Linked DNA regions of Sus scrofa: region 2 is linked to region 1. Evidence: chromatin contacts called from public HiChIP or PLAC-seq data. All regions are on one chromosome and are shown on one strand. The core of a region is the stretch at or near the end of the contact, and the rest is flanking DNA. Distances in the headings are between cores, read along the strand shown.

Region 1 (5,433 bases), core at 1,009-3,508:
GCTTTCTCACTCTGTCCCCTGTCAGTGGCTTTGAGGACACAGGGCTCAGCGTTGAGCTGGAGAGTGGGGGTTGGGGAGGGGGGTAGACTGCACGAAGTCAACCCTGTAAAGATTTGAAATCATTTGCCCAAGGAGTTCATAGAGGCGCTAGAACCTGAATTGTAAGAGAGGGGAAGTCTGAGGTTGTCATGACAGTGAGAGGTTTGTCTGGAGAGCCTGCGCTACAGCTCTCTTTTTCTCTCATTGAATGCTGTTCTATGCCAGGCAATGGCCAAATGCTTTCAGATACTTTGCCTGGTTTAATCCCTGCATTTTTTTTTGCAGACCAGGAACCTCATTTTAGGAAACCTGCTCAAGGTTGTTTATGTCTCATTTCTGCGCGCGAGCTTGCGCGGGCGCACACACATCTACACACATGATGAGCTGTGTTTCTTTTTGAACCACAACGATGTATTTTTATGGGTGTCCTTTTTTAGCCTTCTGAAAAATTAAACTCTGCTCTCATCTTTCTCTTTTACAACATATTCTGTCTCAAATTCTCCATCAGATAACAGCCCTGAAATTCTTTATCCCACAAAATCTCAAAAATTTATGATTCATATCTTGAGGTTATTTCTGGCCATCTACAAAGTTTCAGGAGCAGGTCAAGGTCCCTTTGGCCCATAAATGGGAGCAATGGAGTGTCAGGCTGTGAAGGGACACGTGTGCAGGGTCTAGGAGCCAGGGAGACAAGGCACAGGGATTGGCACCACCTGGTGGGCTCTGGACTTTTCTGGTGGAGGTGACATTTCATTTGCCCCTGGGGGTTGTGTAGATTTACCCCAGGTGGTTGGGAGCGGGGGGAGGAAGGGCTTGGGGAAGGGTGGGAGGTAGGGCTAGGGCTCTCCAGGCAGAAGGATCAGCATGAGAAAGGTGTGGAAGAAGTTATGACCAGCCTGTCAGTTCCAGTAAGGTTGGCTCATGGGTTGGGGAGTGGCAGCTTGCAAATGGCATGACGCTGGCAGACATGAACACAGACAGGTCAAAGGCAGCTTACGCAACCTGGAGAAATCTGAACTTGAACGTGAGGGCAATGGGTTCTAGGAGCAACTTGGAATCTGGGAAATACCATAGTGAATACATATTTTAGGAAAATAAATCTGTCAGAGGTGGATAGGTAAATTGGAGGTGGGAGAGAAGGAGCAGGAGAATTACAGCCTGGCCAGGCAAAGACTTTGAGCATTAAGGTGAAACAACAGAGACAGAAAAGGGGGCACTGAGGGGATGGAGGGAGAGGGGTCCCCCATTTCTGGCCCAGGTGCTATAAGTAGCAGTCAAAACCATCAAGACCAGATGGTTTTGGAGGCAGACATCAGGAATCAGCTTGGGGAGTTCAGAACAGAATTATAGGTGCTGGTGGAAAAACAAAAAACACAGAAATGGTGGGATGGGTGTTGGGTAAGCTGAGTTTGGGGTCATTTGTTAGTTTGGCAGCATTAGAAACCCAGCACGCATGCCCTTCCCTCCTCTTACTGTTCTAGGGGGACACGGCCTGCATGCTAATAAGTACATCTCTCTATTTGTGGGGCTCAGTGGCAGGAAGCCACACACTGAAGTCACTGTTCTCCAAAAATCTTATCAGTGATATAGCTGTTTTATTTTGATTTCTGTCTGGTCAGCTTCTTTGCCTAGCTCATGATTGGCTCTGGATCACTGGAGAGCAAGGGTATCTTTTATTGCCCCCCCCCCAAGCCAACGCTATAACTGTCTCATTCTTTTTTGACTCATCTGCACCTGCACACAGACACAGAGCACTGGATTTTGAACACCTTGCCAGTGAGGCTCCCTCCTCTTGAATTCCCTAGACACCACTGCATAAACAGTGTGTATTGTAAGCCCTGGAATCCAGTGAGGTGCAGATTCAGTAGATTTGGGGTGGAGCCTGAGGTCCTGCATTTCCCACAAGCTTTCTAAGATGCCACTGCTGCTGGTCCAAAGAGCCCACTCAGTGTTGGCAAAGCCAACTGCTCAGTATCCAGCAAAAACTATATCTAGCACGTGCTAGACCACATTGCAAATTCAAATCGACATGAAAGCTATCTGGACTTTTCAAACTATTGTGATGGGCTGAATGTTTGTGTCCCTCCCCTCCCCCCCTCCTGCCCAACTCATATGTTGAAGCCCTAAATGCTAATGTGATGGTATTAGGAGCTGGGGCCTGTAGGAGGTCATGGGGTCTAGATGAGTCATGTGGGTGGGGTACTTATGATGGGATGAGTGCCCTTGGACCGAGAGACCGGAGCCTTTCTCTTTTCTCTCTCTTTCTCCTTGTTGCATGAGTACACAGCAAGATGACAGCCAACTACAAGCCAAGAAGAGGGCTCTCACTGGTACCCAACCATGCTGGCATCCTGACCATGGACTTCCAGCTGCCAGAACCACGAGAAATAAATTTCTGTTGTGTAAGCCACTCAGTCTATGGTATTTTCTTAGAGCAGCCCAAGTTGACCAAGACAACCATGACAATAGAAGCTCCCTTTTATCAGTGCGTCTGCCATCAGACCTCAGACTAAGGACCTTACAGGCATTATTCCATTTAACCCTCTAGCAGCAAACAGTCCATAATTACTCCCTTCACTTGATAGATGGAGAAACTGAGATTCAACAATTGGCCCAACCTGAACCCGTGCAGTTTGTCCCTGGCATGCCCAGTCAGAGCCAGCAAGCTAAACCACCTTGCAAGACCGTTCATATCACTATGCTATTATCAAATTTCTCCACTAGTTCTTGACAAGTTGTCTTTAAACGGTGTGACCATTCTTTCTCATTCTAAAGCAGCAGCATCCTCTAGAAGTGTAATGTGAGCTATACATGTAATTTAAAATTTTCTAGTAGCCATATTAAAAAAGGAAAAAAAATGTGTGAAATTAATCATATATTAAAATATATTTTATTTAACTCGGTATATTCAAAATATTTTTATTTCAATATGTAATCAATATAAAATTATTAATGAGATATTTTACTTTCTTTTTCTTTTTTTTTAGTAAGTTTCCAAATTCCTGTGTGTATTTTATATTCACAGTGCATCTCAACTCAGTCTAGCCACGTTTCCAGTCCTCAAATGTCACGCATGGCCAGTGGCTACTGTATTAGACAGTGCAGTTCAAGGGCAACCACTCAAAACACAATTTACTCTGAAGAGCAATTTTGCTACTATTCTGCTTGTGCTCATGTGAGCTCTGTTTTTAACCTACTATTAGTGAAGGCCATTAAGTAATGCATCTTTCTTGAGTCATAGTTTCCCTCCGAGCTGTCCTGAAGCAAAGTTCAGAATTCTATTACAGCATCACTTGATTGACTTGGAGTCATAAGGACACACATACACAATGAAGACAACTAAATTGCAAAGGCCTAAGGACCACTGCCATTGCCACTAATGTACTTTCACAGCCACGGATGAGCCACAAACCCACCTCATACATTGTTCATTTCCACTTAACATTTACCAGCCACTGATGGGGCAGCCTGTACAATATGCTTTGGTTTCTTTGAGCTCTCAAAGAATATTGCCAAAGTGTCTTGACACTTTCTTTTCCAAGACATTTTTTTTTCCCTATGAAATTCATAGAGGCAACATGGATTAGAATAAGAGGTTTTACTTTCATTAGGTCACGATTTTAAAACAGAATTGGAAAGTGGTTGAATGATACGCATTCAAGAAGCAATTCCTAGGAACAGGTTTATTTTGAAATATAGCATATAGATTAAAAAAATACTCCATATGTCAATTTTCTAGCAATCTTTCAGTATAAATAATGAGTTCAAATCAACTGCAAGGCAGCTACTGGCCTAAGTTCTAGAGGGAGCCCATCTCTTTCTTCTAGCCCTCAGAAGAAACAACAAAGAGGAAATCTAGGGCCAGGTCTGCAGCAGAAACCGCAGGCCCGTCTCACTGCATTAGTTCCTCGGGGCCTGCTGGGAATCCTCAATGATTTGAGCATCTCTTGAGGGCAAGTATACTGGTTTCCACCCCTTAATCTAGTGGGTTCAGTACAGAGGTCAAAGGGCTAATGCGTGGATCCTAGAAGGGCCCTGAATCTGTCCATATTCTCTTTGGCTCCATTAGTCATAGAGAGAAGGTGTATTTTTAAAAATTAAATAATTAATTAATTATTTTTTTGCTTTTTAGGGCCTCACCCATGGCATATCGAAGGTCTCAGGCTAGGAGTAAGAATTGGAACTACAGCGGCTGGCCTATGCTACAGCCACAGCAACTCAGGATCCAGCCACATCTGTGACCTACACCACAGTTCACAGCAATGCTGGATCCCTGATCCACTAGCAAGGCCAGGTATTGAACCCATGTCCTCATGGATACTAGTTGGATTTGGTTACGCTGCACCACAATGGGAACGCCCAGAGGTGTGTTTTAAGTGAGAGGCTGAGAAACCACTGGCCTTGCATGAAACTGGTCTGCTCTTTGAGTGACAGCCCCTATCCAAGCACCATGGAAAGAACCTAAGTCTCAAAGTCTGCTGCACTTGACGGACCAGGACGTGCATTTATACGCTTTTCTATGGCTCTGAGTCCCCTAATTGGGGAATGGTACAGCAGTTAATTTTTCTGATGATAGAAATAGGGTATTAAAAAACATTACTTTTAGAGTCTGCTTTACTTTAGACATTTAATTTAGTATTTTCTTTTTCTTTTCTTTTTCTTTTTTTTTTTTCTCTTTAGGGTGGCACCTTTGGCACATAGAAGTTCCCAGGCTAGGGGCTGAATGGGAACTGTAGCTGCCATCCTATCACAGCCACAGCAATACCAGATCCGAGCTACATCTGCAACCTACACCACAGCTCACAGCAACGCCAGATCCTTAACCCACTGAGCGAGGCCAGGGATTGAACATGCATCCTCATGGATACTAGTGGTATTCATTTCCACTGTGCCACAATAGGAACTCCCTGAATGAGTATATTTAAAACCGTTTCTGCCACTATGAATTAGAAACAAAACACATGTTCTCTAAGATAAAGTTAAAAAAATGAATGAATGCCTGAATGAATACACAGGAGTCCCAGTCCTCATTTCTGGTGTGTCCTTCCACCATAATAAAGCAAGCACTTAATTTTATCCTTTGTGTTTATACTTTGTCTTTATTCTCTCACAGGGGCAATTATGAAATGGGAAGGTGTGACTCATCTTTATGAAACATTTATGTTTGAAAATAACTAGGTGAGGAGTTCCTGTCATGGTGCAGTGCAAACGAATTCGACTAGGAACCATGAGGTTGTGGGTTCGATCTCAGGCCTCACTCAGTGAGTTAAGGATTTGGCATTGCTGGCAGCTGTAGCTCTGATTTGACCCCTAGCCTGGGAACCTCCATATGCCCTGGGTGCGGCCCTAAAAAGCAAAATAAATAAATAAATAAATAAATAAATAAATAAATAA
Region 2 (5,617 bases), core at 2,816-5,315, 570 kb after region 1:
CTGTGCTGACTCAGTGGGTGGGGGAGCAGCAGGGATCCTGCATTTTAACCAGCACCTATCTGCCCGGACAGCAGCTATTGTTCAGGACCCATTACCCACACTCTGAAGAATGGTGCTCTACCTTCTGTAAGCTACTCTTAGATCTCTAAAGATGTGAGCAGAGCTGTGGGGACAACTTCAGGGGCGACTTAGAGATCCCAGGTCTCCGGAGAATTTCAACTCAGGCTGAGAGAGAAAAGTGAAACGAAGACATTAGACATCAGATGGGGAGGATGACTCTGGTACAAGCTTTCAAGGGTGGTTGGACTTCTCCTCGCTCCTGGACTTGCTGTTAAATGGGGAAGTGTCAAGTTCAAGAATTAAATTCAGAGCTCTTCAGAAAGGCTGACTGGACAAGTGGGCCAAGGAGGGCTGTGCAGGGGCAAGACCTGGGGGTCTCATGGGTCCCCCACCACCCAGCCCAGCAGCCCTGGAGTTGCCTGGTCTAGACTTTGGGGCAGCATTTAAGGCCACACAGTAGTCCTCTGCATTTGAACAGTCTTTCAATCTCAGACACCTCCCATTTGATAACAGTATTTGCTACTCCTCCACTCTTTTGACTTAGAGAAGGGATCTGAAGTAGCAGATACAATTTTACATTTGTCATTCACTAAAGACACGTGCTGCTGCCATCTTTAAACAGCCATGAGGTCTTGATGAGGTTACCCAGAGTTCTCCCATCAGAACTATTTCTAAGACACAAGTCCTTGTTCCGATGCAAACAAAAAAATCTGTTGCCAAGGAAAATGAAAGTCTGGGCTTCCCACAAACAGCAAAAGTGAGCGAGATAAGAAATTAGAGTTCAAGGCAAGCACAGCTTGGTGATAGGAGCTCAGCTTGGGAGACTGACTGCTTGGGTTTGAATCCCGGTTTGGTGCCACTAGCCAACTATTGTCGGGTTTCTGTTTCCTCATCTTTGAAAATATTGTTTCCTTTTCACAGCCACACCTGAGGCATATGGAATTTCCTAGGCTAGGCATAGGCAGCTGCAGGCCTATGCCACAGCCACAGCAGACCCAAGCCACATCTGGGACCTATACTGTACCTTGTGGTAATGCCAGATCCCTCACCCATTGAGTGAGGCCAGGGATGGAACCCACGTCCTCATGGAAACTATGCTGTGTTCTTAACCCGCTGACCCACAACAGGACCTCCCTGTTCCCTCGTCTTTAAATAAAAACTTCCAGTATAGGAACTGGGGAAGAATGAGAAGGAAGCTCTTAGGGGATGCTATGAGGGTAAAATGAGTCACCTGATATCAAGTGCTTAGTATCAGATCTGTATGAATCGCTCAATAAATTTGCATCATCTTCATTGGAAGAAGAGAATGTTCACAGAGTATGGATGCCTCCCATTGACTCCATGGACAATCATAATAGTCGTTTGCATCCCACTAAATAAAAGACAGCCAAGGGTTCCCACTGTGGTGCAGTTGGGTAATGATCAGGCTTGTCCATTTGGAGTCTCTGGTTCAATCCCTGGTGCAGGGCATTGAGTTTCATGACCCAGGATTGCTGTGGCAAAGGTCGCAGCTCTGGCTCAGATTTGCTCGCTGGCCCAGAAACTTCCATATGCCTCGAGCATAAACAAAAAAGGAGGAAAAAAAAAAAAAAAAGAGAGAGAGAGAGAGAAAGATACTGCCAATGGCTAGTTCTGTCCACTGCCCATGCTAAGTGACGTTAAGCTTCCTTGTTTTCCCTAGAAAATGAGCTTATGTATGTCTGAACTGGGATCATGTCAACTCTACACTTTTGAAAACTGTTGATTAATTGACAATTTTTTTTTTGCCACAACTTTGAAAGTATTTTATTTCCTTGAAATGAAACAAGGATTCATTCTTCTCTCTGTCTCTCTTCCTCTCTGAGTTCCCCACCTTCTGTCTTTCCCACATTCTCTCTCATTCTTTGGCTCTGTCTCTCTGTCTGTCTCTCTCCCTGGCACACACACGCATGTACATACATCATCACCGTCACCACTATCCTCCTAAAACAGAAGGATAGTATAAAGGAGGAAATACCACTGGCCTAATTTCCTAATGTAAACATTTTCATTTTATTGCCTATGGTGTCTCCAGTCATTCAAATGAACAGAATGGAGAAACTATCCCTGGTAACTTAAATGACTAGAACTGTGCTTACAACAGCCAGTCTTTGAAATTCTCTTATTCCTTACTTCCTCTTTCTCTCCTCTAGCTATGTAGCAGACACACAGAAAGCTGAGTGTCCTGAAAAATAAATGAACACATAGATTTATCCACCTAGAAGCCATGGGTTCTCTGCATCTCAAATTATAAATATTTGGGGGCAGAGGTTTAGTAAGACGAACTAAAAATCCCCCCACATCATTGCTCCTTCAGTTGGGTTCCTTTAAATACACAGAAGGAAATCTCAAAGTCTAAAATCCTTCCACTGGGGCTGCACCTGTGGGCAAATCACATCTAAGGAGCCTCAGAGACCATATGATGGCATAAAGAAAAATGCTGCATAAGTTAACACATTTCCCCGCAGCTTTAGTTGGGATAGTATCGGTGTATACATGTCTATTGCAAAACCACGATCACAGTAAGCTCAGTCAACCCCTCCACTGCCTCCCAAAATTATCATTGTTTGTGTGCAGTGATAAGATGTAAGGTCCACCTTCTCAACAATTTTCCTGTACCTGATACAGAGGTCCTTTAAAGACGTCGTGAGCACAGTTGTACAGCTTTAGGATCTTGCAGAGATTTTTAGGGGCAGAAGGCACCTGGGGAAGAGGAAGTAGAAAAGAGATGGGCTGAAGTCTTATTCTGATGAGACAAAAGCATTTCCTAGAAATCAGGATGGGAAGTCAGTTTTTACAGCATTTCACAGCTTCTGAAGATGCCCAGGTGGTTAAAACAGACTTTTTCTTAAGTCGACTAGCCTCTGGACCAATAGACCTGAGTTGGCTTCTCTGGGTCAGGATAGCACCCCCGCCTCAATTCATGGCACTATTTTCCCATAAGAGTTGTAGTGTCTCTAGAAATTCAAAAGATCTCAGAATGCAGGATAATCTTTGTTTAGTCAAAATCTCTTTAAAAGGTGTTGTTTTATAATGTCAGTTCCTAGAATTGCAGAAAAAAAAATCTCTGAAATTTTAAGTTTCTGCAGAAGAAATTAACCACAGTAATTTGTACTTTCCAATATTGTAGTCCATGACTCTGATGAAAGAATTCCAGCAGATTTCCTTCATCTGTAGTAAAATGTAAAAGATTTTTCTTACTCTTCTTACAACCAGGGCTTCAAAAAGGACCCAGCCAAATATAAATGTTCACCATTATACAAATCACAACCACATTCATATCTAAAAATTCAATTAGTTATCCAATGCAAATTAATTTTTTTCCTCCTGAAGTGTTGATAACACCAGGAAAGAATGATGCACAATGAAAGTTTGACACTATATATATATATATATATATATATATATATATATTCTAGTAAAAATCTGATATAACAATGAAGAGTATAATTGAGATAAATAAAATACAACATTAGGAGAGATTTATTTCTATACGGTTTTCCTGAAACAATTTCCTATTAGAAACGTCTAGAAATGTAGTAGCTTTATTCAGGAATTTATTAATTTCATGGTTCATTAACTCCTATTGCCAGGATGCACTGCACTGAAAATGCTACAGAAGATCTCTGCTTCACTTGGTTTCCCTGCAGCTGAATGGCTGATTATCAAAAGCCTTCTTAAAGTCCTTCTGTACATATTGCAAAGCCTTAAGACAAGTTAGAGGCACTGGGGGGGTCAGGGAGAATACGCTGGGTTGGACTTCAAATCCAGACAAGGCTCATTTTCAGTTGTTTTATTTCTAAAATGAAAAGCATTTCCCAAGCTCTCAGAGGAAGTTGGGCTGCTCAGTGATTTAAGTGCCATGTGATGAGTTCTCCATCTTAGTCACCACATCAGAATCAGCGATGTGACAACAGCTGTACTGTCCTAAATGCATCCTTTTCAAAGCACTTGATCCTGTTTGTTGATTTCGGAAAAGGAAGTGCCCGATGCAGGTCTTTCTTCTTTCGATGTGGGCAGTGGTGCCTCTGTTATCCAGTCATCCGTAGCTTCAGTAAACATCTTCCTTTTGTTTGATTTCCCACTCTTCAGACAATACTCTATTATACTTTTCAGGTTCTTAGAAAAAAATGTAAAAAATTCTTTTTTGTTTTCTTGTATTTTCTACTTTAAACAGGAAATCAGTGTTATCAGAATCAGCAGAATTATAAAATAAAGAAAACTGGCAACTGTAATCCCAAAAATTAGCAATTAAAGAACACCAAACTAATTGGCCAGACTTTAAAGGCAGAAGTGCCACATGAAGTGTGACTGGTTCATCACCCCATAAAGACCAAGAAGAATTGGTGCAATACAAAGAAAACTTTAGATAACTACATTCATTTTAAGAGTAAATGAATTATCCCCCCACACACACACACACAATTAGGAAGTAACAATAGGGAAAGTGAGAAAATGTTGCAGAGACTATAGACAGATTCAGGTTACTCTGTTTCAGACTTTACCCAAAAGAAAGAGACTGGGGGAGTTGCCTAATCCTGGTATCACATCTCCAGCTATGACAGGAAGAGATAGATCATCACAGATAAAAATGGAAAATGTTGTGAAAAAAATCAAATACTTCTAAGACAAAATGCAAGATCCAGCTGCAGTGAGTGTAAAGGAAATGAGTGTTGCAACCAGATGAAGCTCAAGACACATCCTTCAACATGGTCTGGTGGTGGAACAGTGGAAATGAAGGAGAGAGGTCTCCGAACGTCAAAGAACCCCAGGAATTTGACCCTCTTAACCTTAACCCTTAGCAACACCCTCCCTCTCATCCTATGGCTTATATCTTCAGCATCTGTGTCCACCTTCTTGGGTGAGGTCCAAAATGTCTCACCATTTCTAGATATTCTTTCCCTGGGTCTAAGCTGAATCCTCTCGGAAATTTAAACTCCATTCTTTCTTCCCTGACCCTCGAGAGAAAAATACAGTGACGTACCACTTTCAACTCTCTTCCCCAAACTCAAATGCAATTTAGCTTGCTTACTCTTCTCTCCATGAAATAGCTACAGCTCTTTCAGCCTCTATGAATTAAAAAAAAAAAAAAAGTTTATTTTTGTGCATGGTGTGAGGGTGTGTGTATACACGTATGTGTAACTGGGTTCCCATGCTGTACGGTGGAAAAAAAAGTGGGTTGGGGGAAATAACAATAAAAAATAAATTAAAAAAAAAACTCTCCAAGTAGTAAAGTCTCCTTTGTCTGGCACACTAACTCCCATAATAAAGCTTCCAGCAAATACTCAGTTATGTCCTCCATTTCTCCCTAAGGAGTTGCAAGCACCTGATATTGCAAATGGCTTAAGATAAGTCTCCTAATAAAGGAATAAATGAGGCTAGTGATTGTCCGCTTCGCTCTCCCTTTCCACTGGACTATAAGGTCTATAACAGCAGAAACCCTGCCTGTCTCCTTCGCGGCAGACAGAGAGTGAAATACCGAAGAAGTATTCGTTGAATGACTGGATGGCTGAGCTGAACAAATGACTAAACAAATGCT

Evidence for each region. HiChIP or PLAC-seq counts read pairs in DNA pulled down with a chosen protein or histone mark.
Region 2: a contact with region 1 is called in an H3K27ac HiChIP or PLAC-seq map of alveolar macrophages, with 12 times the contacts expected there. The contact joins two enhancer-like sites. A contact is called at or near these places in 1 of 47 Hi-C or Micro-C datasets (embryonic fibroblasts) and 1 of 2 datasets of contacts at active chromatin or transcription factors (alveolar macrophages).

What each region holds. Positions count from the first base shown.
Region 1 is chr13:198,475,958-198,481,390 of Sscrofa11.1, forward strand. All of the region lies in intron 1 of RUNX1 (runt related transcription factor 1), which reads right to left. Among named protein-coding and RNA genes, the nearest start is that of RUNX1, 160 kb to the right of the region's middle. Within about 2 kb of position 2,259, at least 1 of the 83 cell types and tissues checked has an H3K27ac peak or open chromatin away from gene starts, as enhancers often do. A contact at or near this core is called in alveolar macrophages, where this site is marked.
Region 2 is chr13:199,045,191-199,050,807 of Sscrofa11.1, forward strand. No RefSeq gene overlaps it. Among named protein-coding and RNA genes, the nearest start is that of RUNX1, 410 kb to the left of the region's middle. Within about 2 kb of position 4,066, at least 2 of the 83 cell types and tissues checked have an H3K27ac peak or open chromatin away from gene starts, as enhancers often do. A contact at or near this core is called in alveolar macrophages, where this site is marked.